Linked DNA regions of Pan troglodytes: region 2 is linked to region 1. The links are chromatin contacts, called in public Hi-C maps. All regions are on one chromosome and are shown on one strand. The core of a region is the stretch at or near the end of the contact, and the rest is flanking DNA. Distances in the headings are between cores, read along the strand shown.

Region 1 (3,114 bases), core at 66-2,565:
ATGGAATCAAAGGTTTGTCATTTTTAACACAGAAAGCCATTGGGAGTGTGTAATGCCTCCCCTTTCAATATGCTATTGAACCTACTAATTTTTTTAGCCATTGTAATATGAATGACTTCTTAGAAAAATATTGTAGTAAGGCCGGGCTCACGCCTGTAATCCCAGCACTTTGGGAGGCTGAGGCGGGTAGATCACGAGGTCAGGAGATCAAGACCATCCTGGCCAACACGGTGAAACCCTGTCTCTACTAAATTACAAAAAATTAGCTGGGAGTGGTGGTGTGCACCTGTAACCCCAGCTACTCAGGAGGCTGAGGCAGGGGAATCGCTTGAACCTGGGAGGCGGGGGTTGCAGTAAGCCGAGATTGCACCACTGCACTCCAGCCTGGTGACAGAGCAAGACTCCGACTCAAAAAAAAAAAAAAAAAGAAAAAGAAAAAGAAAAATATTGAAGTAGTGAAAAGCTGAGGAAAACTACTAACGTTCAGGATACAAATTCTCTTTATTGCCAGTGCCTTGGCCATGCAGGAGGAGGAAAAAGAGCAGATTGAATTTCTGTAATGAAATAATTTGAAAATTGGGGCAGGGAAAATTTTAATGTATATGACATTATTACGATATCTATGTTTAAATGTCTTCATGATGTAGGCTGGGTGCGGTGGCTCACCCCTGTAATCCTAGCACTTTGGGAGGCCGAGGTGGAAGGATTGCTTGAGCCCAGGAACTTGAGACCAGCCTGGGCAACATAGAGAGAACCTGTTTCTTAAAAAAAAAAGAAAAAGAAAAAGAGAAGAAACATCTACATGATGAAAAAGCTAGACAGCTGATTGAGACAATATAACTTTACCCTTATCTGGCGTATGGAACAAAGCCTTTAAAAGGCCTTAGGATTCTAGAGAAGAGTAGTGTTTAAATGAGGCGGCTTCTGAGCCAGCCAGTCTGAGTTCAAATCCTGCCTTTGGCTTTCGTTGTGTTTTCTTGGGGAAGTTATTTAATCCCTCTAGAATTCTCTCATCTGCAAAATGAGGAAAATAACGGTGCCACTGTCATAGGATTGTGTGAGGATTCGGGAAATACTACATGGAAAGCTCCCCAGTATATGGAAAGCACTCAGAAAGCACTTGCTGTTATTACTGCTATGGTTACAGCCATGATTGTTACTATCATTATTCTACAACCTGGCCCCTGCCTGGTTCCCAGCGTTATTTCCTGTCACTTTCTCTCATTTTACGCAAGTGCCTGCCAAGCTCAGCTACTCATTGCCCCCTGCGTTAACTCGAAGATTCTCTGCTTCCGTATTGTTCCCTGGCTGTGTGGAGGCTGAGTAACCACTTGGAGGGGATGTTGTAGAGGAAAATTCAAGCCACAGAAGGGAAACTGGGTTGAATGAGATCCCCTTTTACATTTCTTTTGGCTCTAAAGTTTCCATCGGATCAATAAAGCAAACAGGACAATTAGCAGCACGGCACTCAGCACTGAGCACAGGCGAGGGTGTTCTTTCACTCCTCTTTGCTTTCCTGCCACCCCCTGCTCGCCTTCCTCTTTGCACCATGTGGGTCCGCTCTGGGTGGGAGTCCTGGAGAAAGATACTTCAACTAAAGATAAGGCAGAGATAGGCCTCGGTGGAAAGAATTGGTAGACAGACCTGGGCATTTGATTAAGAGCAAATTGCTTAAATTCTCGGAGCCTCAATTCTTTAGTAGTAAAATGGGGATATTAGTACTCACTCCATAGGGTAAGAATGGAATCAGATATTGTTTAAAAGGGCTTATAGCTGAGGTTACAAGATATAGCTAGTCTACTAAATATCCTTTCTCTTTTCATTTTCCTGTTATTCACAGGGGGGACTTAGGCGTGTCTTTAAGGGGTTTTAGATTCCAATCAGTGGAAGGAGGGCTCTGCTGTGAAGGAGACCAGATGGAGACTGCAGGGGCCACAGGGGAACGTGGGGTGCAGGCAGGTGGGGCAGATGGTAGGAGGCCCTGAAACTCAGACAAAGGGATCTGGGCTTGAGAAAGCAAGAGCTGGGAGCTCAGCTTTGTTCCTGTTCTTCCGTTCCTCCCTCCTCTTCCTTCTTCTCTTCTTCTGGCAAGTTTTTGGCACAAAATTAAATAGGTTCAAACTAATAGAACTCATTTTCATGAATTCAGACTTCTAGCCAACTTCTCCACAGTTAGAAATAGCCACGACTCTATCCCAGGCCCGCCCTGGAAAGCAAAATAAAACTGCGTCCCCTGTCACCTTTTCCGGGTTCCACCAGACACAGGGTTGGAGGGGAACCGCCCTTCAACGCAGGCAATGTTGGCACATTTTTCATTGGGCGCTGTGGCCCGTGAGATGAGGAAGGCAGGACAGGCGCAAAGTGGACTCTACTTATCTTTCACCAGAGAGCCCCAAGGCCAGAGTGCACCATACAACCCGGAGTCACCCAAGGCCTTTTTTTTTGGGGGGGGGGGGGTCTCACTGGGAACAATGTCTGCACCCATTGTAAGCAGTTCCTTTGCCCCTGTGTGCCTCTGTCTTTTTAATTGGGATCGAAAACTCCTACCTCAATGGTAGTTGTGCCCGGCACATACTAACAGACTTATAAATGTAGCTGCCTGGGGCAGGGATGATCCTGGAACATTCTGACATCTAGAACATTAAGACTAAATGGATTTAATTATCTGGGGAGAAGAAAGCAAGGCAATTAGAGTCACAGGTTCAACACCTGAGTTCAAGTACCTCCCTCATTTAAGAAAATCAATTCATGGAAGGCTGAGGCAGAGAATGGCTTGAATCCGGGAGGTGGAGGTTGCAGTGAGCCGAGATCACACCACTGCACTCCAGCCTGGGTGACAGAGCGAGACTGTCTCAAAAAAAGAAAAGAAAAGAAAATCAATTCAATGCAGTGGGAGAAGTGTTATTGAGCAATTACTATCCACCAGACGCTGTGGAAAGCACAACTGCCTAGCTCCTCACACTCTTCCTGGTGATTCTCGGGTACAGACTAAGAGGATGTGGGGAGGACTTTTATATGTTCTTGGCATATAGAACAGAGTGGCTACCAGCTGAGGTAACCCAATGATGGCTCTCTAAGCCTCAGTTTTCCCATCTGGAAACTTCTTATGGAAAG
Region 2 (2,905 bases), core at 181-2,680, 410 kb after region 1:
ATTCTGGCTGGTCCCCAGAATTTAGTCAAGATCAAAGTAAAATTTTTTGGTTTCTGGGGTGAGCCTTCATCCAGGTCAAAATATTCTGGAAGAAGGCTTGCCTGGCACCTGGAATTCCACACCCTTGAGCTCTCCTTTTCACGGAACAGCATTCGTCAGATTTACTGACAGCATAGCAGTGGCATAATTAACGAATAATCCAGTTTTCAGCTTCCCTGGCCTCCACCTGCTAGATACCAGGAGCACCTCCACTCCCACAGAAGTTGTGTCAACCAAAATGTCTCCAGATATTGCCAGATGTCCCCAGGAGGGCAAAATCAACCCTGGTTGACCACCACTGCAATAGTATTATTTGTATATGAAACATAAAGATTGCTAAGGGATATAAAGTAGACTATTTTAGATATCCAGTCTTAAAGGAAACCACTACTATCATCATTGGCCAAAAAAAGAAAAAAAAAGAACGGTGCTAATAATTAGACATAAAATAATAAATGAAAATTATCATTGCTTTGAAATATTCCCTGGAGGAAATGAAACATCTGTGTAAATTTTATCCTTTCACGTGTGAAGATGACTGGGATAGCAGGTGTGGTAAAAGACATTGTTCCAAAGCCTGTTCTGTGGTTTGCTGATGAGAATATTCCCTGGCTTGGGCTACAGCTGCCATGTGCAGTCTCTCTATTGACAGTCTTTCTCAACCACTCCCGAAAATCCCCACATTGTTTGAACTCAAGTTTTGTAATTACAGAGATGTGGTTCTCAGAGCCAAAAATGAAGCTGCCTGGCTGGAGCAGCAGGATATAGAATAGGACCTTGGGACTGGGAGATTATAACTTTTGTGGTTTCAAGTACTCATAAATGTGGTGGAGAGGGGTTTTGGAGTTGATCCACAACTCGTCAGAAGCCCTGCTATTTTTTCTACCCACAGCCATTGTAGAGAATCCAAGCCGAGTTTAAGAGTGCTGTGGAAATACACTGCTGCTACTGCTGTTTCTATTACTGTTTGATGCTGGGACTCTTATGCTCCAACCACGTTTTCACCCAGCTGAGTCGCCTTCGTATCACGCCTTTCCAGTGAGTAAGATCATCTAGATAGATTCTCCAAAAGAAATAACCCAGTAAGGGAGGGGCAACCAGCATGACCACAATGCTAGTTGTTGTGTGCGAATGGTAAACAGAATGAAATTATGAATGTGTGTGCAGGTCATTATATGCATGCAGACACATACATATGCATATGTAGTATAAATTAATCTCCATAAATGCCTAAGGTGATGGCAGTGATGAGGGGCAGTTAAAAATGTTAAGCACAAATTGGAGCTGAGACACTGATCAGAGAAAAATTATCTGTAATACTGAGAAAGAGCCATCTGTCATGGCTGGAGGCTCAAGCAGAGAAGGGATAAGTGGAGAGGCCCCAGGAACAGATGGAGAGGCTTGAACCCCCACACAGAGCAGAGCGTCCAACAGCTGGGACTGATTAATCCAGACGGCCGACTATTACGTCATGTGTTGGATTACAACCAAATGAGTGGCTAAAAGCTCCTAGCAAGTTCAGGCCAACACGAAGTCGCTTCACAGATGGCGTCCACCTTGGAATTCCGTGAGGGATGAAGACACTGCTCAGTCCAGCCTCATTGTCCTCTGTGGAAAGAGCAAGAGGAATGAGGATAGGCCTTTCCCACCCCTTTATTCTTCTTTATTCTCAGGGTAAATGGAAGTAGAGAAGGAGAGTAAGTGAGATTTTAAAGAAGCTTGTTGACCTGTGTCTTTGTTCTCTCCTTGCTCTCTAAATTACGTGATAGAGGGAATAATACGGAACTTTAATGTATGAAGTTCAGTCCAGTAAATTGATCCCATAGCCCAGCATGTGATAAACAGTTTCTGAATATTAACTTGATCTACTCGTGCTTCTTAGTAATCCCACAAACACTTTAAACAACATTTCAGAAGCACAGGTAATCCCACAAGCATTTCAGCAACATTTTAACTCAACACCTATCCCCTCTCCAATGTTCCCTTCAAGTCAGAAACCTAACTTTGGGTACCCAACTCTACCGTCAATCAGTCACTGGGGCCTTATGGAATCAATGGAGTCTTGTAGATTCCATCTCCTTAGCATTGCTTGAAACGATCTTGACTTCTCTATTCTCATTGCTGTTGCCTTAATTCTGACCTTCAGTAAGTCCTGCCTGGACCGTTACAATAGTTTCTTCTAAGCTATCTTCTGGTTTCTTTGCTCCAGTGCATTCTTTTCTTTTCTTTTCTTTTCTTTTTTTTTCTGCTGACACCCGGCACTTTATTAGTGGGGAAACTCGCCTTGGTCTGGCAGAGACTGCGATGGACAGGACCGGCGCCCATCTCGAGGGGGTATTTCTGGAAGATCAGGTGTTCCTCCCTTGTAGGTTTAGAGGAAACACCCTCATAGATGAAAACCCCCCAGAGAGCAGCACTGCAACTGCCAAGCAGCCGGGGTAGGAGGGGCGCCCTAGGCACAGCTGGGCCCTTGAGACAGCAGGGCTTCGATGTCAGGCTCGATGTCAATGGTCTCGAAGCGGCGGCTGTACCTACGTAGGGGCACACCGTCAGGGCCCACCAGGAACTTCTCAAAGTTCCAGGCAACATCGTTGCGACACACCAGAGACCAGGTGATGAGCTTGGGGTCGGTCATAAGCGCAGTGGCGTCGTCGCTGGGGGCTGGCAGGGCCTCCCGCAGGAAGGCAAAGAGAGTGTGCGCCCCCGCACCGTTCACCTCGCCCTTCTCGAAGAGCATGAAGTTGGGCTGGAACCCACCACCAGGTCGGACGTACTTGAGGGAATTCAGAATCTCTTCGTTCTTGGCGTTCTCCTGATGCCCAAACTGGTTGCACGGGAAGCCAAGCACCACCAGGCCCCGGGGTCC

Evidence for each region. A called contact is a pair of places that touch in the nucleus more often than the background predicts.
Region 2: a contact with region 1 is called in a Hi-C map of stem cell-derived neural progenitor cells, with 3 times the contacts expected there. The contact joins two enhancer-like sites. A contact is called at or near these places in 1 of 7 Hi-C or Micro-C datasets (stem cell-derived neural progenitor cells) and 1 of 1 datasets of contacts at active chromatin or transcription factors (stem cell-derived excitatory neurons).

What each region holds. Positions count from the first base shown.
Region 1 is chrX:13,546,951-13,550,064 of NHGRI_mPanTro3-v2.0_pri, forward strand. No RefSeq gene overlaps it. Among named protein-coding and RNA genes, the nearest start is that of TMSB4X, 4.0 kb to the right of the region's middle. Within about 2 kb of position 1,316, at least 7 of the 24 cell types and tissues checked have an H3K27ac peak or open chromatin away from gene starts, as enhancers often do. A contact at or near this core is called in stem cell-derived neural progenitor cells, where this site is marked.
Region 2 is chrX:13,953,596-13,956,500 of NHGRI_mPanTro3-v2.0_pri, forward strand. It overlaps the pseudogene LOC736283. Among named protein-coding and RNA genes, the nearest start is that of ATXN3L, 57 kb to the left of the region's middle. Within about 2 kb of position 1,431, at least 6 of the 24 cell types and tissues checked have an H3K27ac peak or open chromatin away from gene starts, as enhancers often do. A contact at or near this core is called in stem cell-derived neural progenitor cells, where this site is marked.